2 separate regions of the Pan troglodytes genome follow, and region 1 is linked to region 2. The links are chromatin contacts, called in public HiChIP or PLAC-seq maps. All regions are on one chromosome and are shown on one strand. Each heading gives the region's core, a stretch centred on a gene start, on an enhancer-like site or on the middle of the called end of the contact. The rest is flanking DNA. Distances are from core to core; before and after follow the strand shown. Region 1 holds the start of DEGS2 (delta 4-desaturase, sphingolipid 2). Region 2 holds the start of EVL (Enah/Vasp-like).

Evidence for each region. HiChIP or PLAC-seq counts read pairs in DNA pulled down with a chosen protein or histone mark.
Region 1: an H3K4me3 HiChIP or PLAC-seq map of stem cell-derived excitatory neurons shows a contact between it and region 2, with 2.9 times the contacts expected there. The contact joins the promoter of DEGS2 here to the promoter of EVL in region 2. A contact is called at or near these places in 1 of 7 Hi-C or Micro-C datasets (stem cell-derived neural progenitor cells) and 1 of 1 datasets of contacts at active chromatin or transcription factors (stem cell-derived excitatory neurons).

What each region holds. Positions count from the first base shown.
Region 1 is chr15:98,192,166-98,195,890 of NHGRI_mPanTro3-v2.0_pri, reverse strand. It overlaps DEGS2 (delta 4-desaturase, sphingolipid 2), which reads left to right and starts at 1,753. Exons shown (of 6, transcript XM_063793871.1): 1 at 1,753-2,568.
Region 2 is chr15:97,971,751-97,975,441 of NHGRI_mPanTro3-v2.0_pri, reverse strand. EVL (Enah/Vasp-like) reads right to left here and starts at 1,526. Exons shown (of 13, transcript XM_063793869.1): 1 at 1,394-1,526. The coding sequence starts at 1,398.

The sequences.
Region 1 (3,725 bases), core at 504-3,003, 220 kb before region 2:
AGCAAAAAAGAAAAAAGGAAGAAAATGAAGGATCAAAGAGGTGAAGTAATTTGCCCAAGGTAACACAGGATTCAGAACTAAGTGTGTCTGAGTTCATATTTGGGATAGCCACAACCCTGCAGCCTTGGCCAGCCCTTGGCCTCATGCTGGAGTTGGGGTCTACGGGACCAGCCTCCAACCTTGAAGACAGATCACCTTCTGCTATGAGATGTTGCTGAAGTGAGAGCCTGTTGGAGACGTTCACCTGATGAGCCTTGATGAAACAGAAAGGACTTTTCACATGTCTGACCTTGCAGGCTGGTTTGTGGGGATTCAGTGTCCACCAAAGCCCCAGCCCAGTGCCAGCAAATCAGTAGAGTGTTGTCTAAGTCAGCGGCATTGTTTTGCGAGCCCATGGATGAGCTGTTCTCCAAGGTCAGCCACAAATGTGTCAGAATTCAAACCCAGGGCCTGGGGTTGAATTCAGGTCTCAGTAGCTGAAGATCCTCAGCACAAATGGTGGGGCCAGTGCTGAGAAGTACATGGAGTCTGGAAAGTAAGGCCTGGTCTTGGCAATGTGGTGGAGGTGGGGCTGGATGGACCCTGGAGAGAGCAGCATGTGAAAGGCCCAGATGCATGGCCTGGGAGCTGACATGGGGCAGTGTAGCTGGAGAATAGAGCACAGGGTGGGGGAACCAGGAGGTTGCAGCCAGAGATGGGCAGAGGTGGAAGCAGGGCTTTGAAGGGCCTTGCAGGTTGCCATTGGCCCTGATGTCAGGGTAGTAGTGAAGGCCTGTGGCCATCACAAATGCCTGTCTATGCTCACCTTTCCCCTCCGCTTGCCTTCCCACCCCCACCCCCGCCCCCGCAGGCCCTGACTCTCCCTTCCAGGGGCCTGCCCATCAGTTTTCACCAGCAGAGCTTCAGGCGCAAGGCTGCCTGGTATGAGGGTGCCCTCAGCTCCCCAGGCCTGTCCCCAAACAGTCCAGCTGGGGGACCCAGACAGTCATTCAGCCTCTAGGGGCCTCCACTGACTCCCCAGGAACAAAAGAGCCTTTGTGCCTCCCTCCCAGGGCTGCCATGGGCCTGAACATCAAGTAGCCTCTAAAGTACCTGGCAGGGGGCCTGGTACTCAGATGATGCCCAGGGATGTTACTTCCTAGCCATCGTCCCGCTCCTTGGTTTATATCAACACACAGGTATTAACGTGCCTTTTGTGAGCCACTCTCTGCTTACTGGGGAGATACAGAGATGAAAAGTCAGTGGGTGTAGGCAAGCAGATGGCAGCCCAGTGTGGGGTGGTCGGTGCCAGTAGGAGGAAGATGCACAGGGTATGAAGAAGCCCCAGAAGGCCCTTAACCCAACCCCAGCCGGGATTGCAAAGAACCGTCGGAGCAAGCGAGGGGGAGGGGAAGGGGGGAAAGGTCGTTCTGAGCAGAGGGCACAGCCTGGGTGAGTCTAGGCCGGCAAGGAGCACGTGGCAGGCCAGGGGGCCTGGCGGGAGGTCTGGCAAAGATTTGTGCCTTTATCCCCAAAAAGCCACTCCGGGGTGTAAAACACCGCCGCTAGGTGGAGAAGGGAGGCGAGAGCAGCGGCTCCAGGGCACCTGGGCGAAAGAGCGGAAGCGGCGCCGCTCAGGTCTCCGGCCCCGCCCTCTGGCCGAGGTGTCAGGCCTGACGCCCCGCCCACAGCTCGCTGAAGGGCTACGGGACGCGCGGGATGGGACTTTGCCTCCCTCGCTGGTTGGCCCGAGCCGAGGACACATGACACAGAGCGGCCAATCCCCGCGCCTCAGGGACCCATGCCCACTATTTCCGAGCCCGGCCCGCCTGATTGTCCCGCGCGGGAGCCGCAGGGATACTGGTCGGCAGGGGGCGACAAAGGGCAACTTGAGCCGCCGGGACGCGGTTGTGGAGGCCCCAGGGCTGCCGGGCAGTAGCGATTTCCGGGACGGCCGGGCGGCCAAGTTCGGTGACCTTTCTATGGCGTGTGCGGTCGCCGAGGCCGCCCCGCGTCTGACATCCCCGGGGCAGTGGGCTCTCCTCGTGTGGCCTGGCGCCTGATTGCTGGCCCACCCCACTCTGCCAGGCCTCAGTTCCTAGTCTCTGAGGGTCTGGGCTTCTGCAGGGACGTAGGAGTAACAAAATGCCCCCTCCGCCCGTGTCCCCCCATTTTTTGAGGTCTTGACCTCTACCTCCCAGAGCTCACGCTGCCTCCTCCAGGAAGCTTGTCCCGGAGCCCTGGGACGAGACTCGAGCCCCACCCCTGACCCCCGTGCTCTCGGGCCCACAAACAGGTCCCTGGGCCTTGACGCATGGTCATCTGGGGACCCCTGTCCCAGAACGCAGAGCCTGGGCAGAGCCCCCTCCCCAGCCATGGCCCCAGGTTCGTTGGGGGTCCTGAGGCTGGTAAAGGCCGCCTTTCGTCAGGCTGAGACCGTGAACTTGGCACGGGCCATCACCACCCACAGCTGACTAGGAGGAGATGCAAAGGGAGAGGCCCCTGCCGAGGCCTGAGGTCCCCGTGAGGCGCGGGGGCTGGGGAGCCGAGAAGCCGACCTTGATGGAAGGCCGACCTTGATTAATTAAGGTATCTGGCAGAAGAAATTTATTTCTTTATCTTTTTTTTTTTTTCCCCCTGACTTCTCCCACCCCGCCCTGAGCCCATCCCCATCTGGACTTAAGCCCTAGACCACTTCGGAAGTGGGTGGGTGGTGGGGGGAGGGGGGTGGTGATCATTTGCCAAGACATGTACAAAACAAAGTTTCTGGAAACAGGCTCTTCCAGAATTCAGCAGAGCCTGCTGGGAAGGCCACTCACCCCCTCGGGAACAAGGGTTTTGCCAAAAACACTGGACATGGAATTAAGCCTTACCGATTTATCTTGGTGATAGCCTCTCCCAGAGAAGGTCAGCTCTAAAAGGGAAGAAAAGTCTGTCCCCGGTTATAATTCTTTTTTTTTCTTTGAGACAGAGTCTCACTATGTTGCCCAGGCTCTAGTGCAGTGGCGCAGTCTTGGCTCACTGCAAGCTCCGCCTTCCGGGTTCAAGCGATTCTCCTGCCTCAGCCTTCCGAGTAGCTGGCATTACAGGCACCTGCCACCACGTCCAGCTAATTTTTTTGTATTTTTAGTACACACGGGGTTTCACCATGTTGGCCAGGCTGGTCTCAAACTCCTGACCTCAGGTGACCCGTCCACTTCAGCCTCCCAAAGTGCTGGGATTAGAGGCATGAGCCACCGCGCCCGGCCTGTTATCATTTTATTGAGTGTAGTATTTTATATTTTATTCCTTTAGCTAGTCAAGAAAAAAAAAGGAATAAAATATAAATCCAGGAGGCAGAGGTTTTGGTAAGCCGAGGTCGCGCCACCGCACTCCAGCCTGGGCAACAGAACGAAACTCCGTCTCAAAAAACAAAACAAAACAAAACAAAAAAGACAGCCCGATCGCGGGGGCTCACGCCTGTAATCCCAGCACTTTGAGAGGCTGAGGCGGGTGGATCGCAAGGTCAGGAGATTGAGACCATCCTGGCTAACAGGGTGAAACCCCGTCTCTACTAAAAATACAAAAAATTAGCCGGGCGTGGTGGTGCACGCCTGTAGTCCCCGCTACTCTGGAGGCTGAGGCGGAAGAATCGCTTGAACCTGGGAGGCGCAGGTTGCAGTGAGCCAAGATCGTGCCGCTGCACTTCAGCCTGGGCGACAGAGCGAGACTCCATCTCAAAGAAAAAAAAAAAAAGAATAGATTAA
Region 2 (3,691 bases), core at 277-2,776:
AATGTGGGCAAGATATCTGAACAGGCACTCCAGAAAACTATACCAAATAAAAATAAAAAGATGTTCAGCCTCATCAGTCAACAGGAAACTGCAGATTAAAACCACAATGGGATATCATTTCATAATCACCAGAATGGTTAAAATTTAAGACTGACAATACCAAGTGTTGACAAGGAGGTGAAGCAACAAGAACTCTCACACATTTTTTGGTAAGAATGTCAGCTCGTAGAACCACTTTGGCAACTTGGTGTTTACTGCTAATGCTAAAGATATGCTTATCTTTTGACCTAAAAATTCTACTAGATATCTACCCAATCGAAATGAATGCACCAGGAGATACACAACAATATCCATAACAGCATTATTAATAGCCAACAAAGCTAGAAACAACTAAAATGTCTAGTAACAGTAGAATGCGTACACTGTGGTATATTCTTACAACAGAATACTATAGACCAATAAAAATGAACAAATAACGATTACAACGGAATGGATCTCGAAAACATCTTGAAAAACACCAGACACAAAAGAATACTGTATTATTTCATTGTCATAAATAATACAAAACAGGCAAAACGAAACTATAGTTACAAACTACAGTTTTTACGAGATACGTGTTCAGAAAGCAAAATTACAAATGGAAAAAAAAGTGATTACCCCAAAAAAGTCACGACAGGATCTGGAGAGAAAGGGAGGGTTTAGCGACTGGGAGAGGGCACCGGGCTTCTGGGAGAAGCAAGGTTTTATTTCTTGGCCTGATAATCAGCAGGCTCCCGAGCTGGGTGATACATCAACGAGCGGTACATTTGGGGGCCTTGCACTTTACTGGCGTGCAAGAAGAAAAAAAAGGGGGGTTGAGAATTAGGAGACGAAGGGGTTGACCGGCTCCAAGTCGAGGGGAAACTACACCTGTAAAAGCCCAAACGCGGCTCTGGGCGCTGGCAGGGGGAGGCTTCGGCAAGGCCTGGGGGCTTCAGGCCAGCCTCCTCCGGGCTGGAAGGCACCGCACAGGGGCTTCCGCCAACTTCGGTCCTCGCGCGGTCGGGACACGGCCACACCTGCCCGCGGGGGTCTGCCTCCCAGGCCGCCGCAGGCCCCCCGGAGCCTAAGAGGACCCCACAAGCAGCCAAAGCCAGCGCCGCCTGCCCCTTGCAGAACACTGCCCCCCACAAGCCCTGCAGACCCTCCCGGCTCTCCAGACGCCCCCACGACTCTCGCGAAGCCATTCCCGCGCTCTGAATGCCCCCGAATCTCTGCAGAGCCCCCGCGGTTCTCTGGACGCCCCCGCGCCCGTGGAGCCCCCCTCCCGCCCTCGGGGGCACCGCGGGCCCCCAGCCCAGCCCCTCCGACGCTGGCCGCTGCCACCTCCCACGAGGCGCCGGCCCCGACTCACCTCATTGTCGCTGCTGGGGACGGGCGCGCCGGGCCAGGGGCCACCCGGCGGCGGCGGCGGCGGCGGGGCGCGGGACGCGGGCGCTAGCGGGGGAGCCGGCCCCGGGCGCGGCGGCTCCGCGTCTGACTGGGCTGCGGGGGGCAGCGGGGGCTCATCTTCTCCGGGTGGGCGTCGGGGCCGCTAGCTGCGGGGAAGGGCCGCGGCGGCGGCGACTGACAGCTGGGCCCCGGCCCCTGCCATCTTGGCGGGCGCGTGCCCGGGCCGGCGTGTGCGCGGGCGCGTGGCTGGGGGCCGCCGCCGGGGGATGGGGGGGCGGGGGGCGAGCCGGCTGGGGTCCGGGCGGCGGGAACGCGTGCGCGTCCGCCTGAGACTCGGGGCGGCGGCCCCTGGCGAGTGCGCGGGCGGCTCCGAGTCCTCGAGGGAGAGGCGCGCGGGCGCGCGGGCTAGTCTCAGCACAGCAGCCAAGAGCTAGGGTACGCGCGTTGCTGTTCGCCCCACCGCCCTCCGAGGGGACTGCGCGCGCGTGCGCCCCTCCGCCCGCGGCCGCTGAGGTGAATGCGCGCGCGCAGCGGTCAAAGCCCGACACAAAAGGCGCGGGGCCCCACCGTCCGCGCCTCCGGGAGCGCTGAGCTTGAGGCTGCGAGGGGCGGGGCGGACGAGAGTGGCGGGGCTGAGGGGCGGGGCTTTGAGGGAAGCGCGAGGGGCGTGGCCGGGGTGGGGGCGGGGCGCCGGGCGGGCACGTGGCGCGGTGCGCTCCCTCCCGGCGCGGACGCTCCTCCAGTCCCCGCCTGACCCCAGAGCGCACAGAGGCCACCGGGGGAGCCAGGGTCCGTGCTCGATGGCCCCATGATTCCCATCACCTGGCCCTGCTGAGCACCCTGCCCGCTCGGACTCGGGGCATCCCTGATCCGAGGGCCGTCGAGGTCACCGGCGACTGATTCCCTCTCTTTGTACATAAGGAGCCGTGGCGGGGCCGGAGAGTTGCAGCTTTGGGGCGATATCAGTATTCGAAGTATCTCCCCCAGCTCAACAAGAGCCCACACGGCTCCCCAGAACCACAGCCTGTGAAAAATCACATTTACCGTACACAGCGCCAAGTAGTTCGTCCAGGTTGTCTCTGGTTTTTAAATCCCCATCTTTCCTAAAGGTTAGTGAATCTCACTGGTGGCTGGAAACCCCAGATCCTCCAGGGTCTCACTCCCCGTGTGTAAGAAGACACAGTTCCGGCCCGGCGTAGTGCCTCACGCCTGTAATCCCAGCACTTTGGGAGGCTGAGGCGGGTGGATCACCTGAGGTCAGAAGTTCGAGACCAGCCTGACCAACATGGTGAAACCCTGTCTTTACTAAATACAAAAAGTTAGCCCGGCGTGGTGGCACGCACTTTTGATCCCAGCTACTTGGGAGGCTGCAGAAGGAGAATCGCTTGAACCCAGGAGGCAGGGGTTGCGGTGAGCCGAGATCTTGCACTCCGGCCTGGGAGACAGAGTGAGACTCTGTCTCAAACAAACAAAAAAAAGAAGACAAAGTTCCTCATGCATTACCAGTATGGGCACTATTGCCTCCCTTCCCCGTGTCACAGAACGTTAATAGCTACCTTTTGAAAAACGATCTGAACAAGAGCATTTAAGGCGTTTGTCAGCGTCTGGCAGTTAGGAGGGCAATGAAGGGTCGCTATTTTCCTCCTGTCCAGGATTGAGGAGAGGCTGTGTGTGTTAAGCAGTTTTGTCCAAGATATAGTAAATGGTGGAGCCAAGTCTCAAGCAGCGTTTTTCTGACTCGGAATCCCAGTGCCCATGCGTTCTAGTTTGCTGGGGTTGAACATCAGTGTCATGGGCTGCAGTTTGGGTCTCTATGTGCTTATCTCTCTCCCTGTCTCCTTGTACCTCCCTCACCGTGTACAGGTATTTAGAGTTCCCTAGCGATTGGTTGTAGCATCTCCACTTTCCTTCCTGTATTTGTTTAAGCCCAGAGTTGTCAAACCTGAAAGGGTACCATGATCTCCTACAGCCCTGGTAGCAGCCCCTGAGGGTGGTACCCTCTCATAACCTCATTTGTCCCTCTCTTCACAAGTTCAAGAGTGGTCTCTTTGCTACAGGAGAGTCTTGTTGCATCCTAAAATTTACTAAAATGCACAAGCCTCAGGTTACCTGGAGACATTCCAGCTGTGCTATGGAAAGGCAAGGTTAACCCCTGGTCACTGCCTATCAAAGTCCTGTGCTGAGACCTTGGGATACAGGCCTGCTTGTTTGCAGCCTGGTTTATTGATGCTCTTTCAGCATGTGGCCCACTCTGATCTCC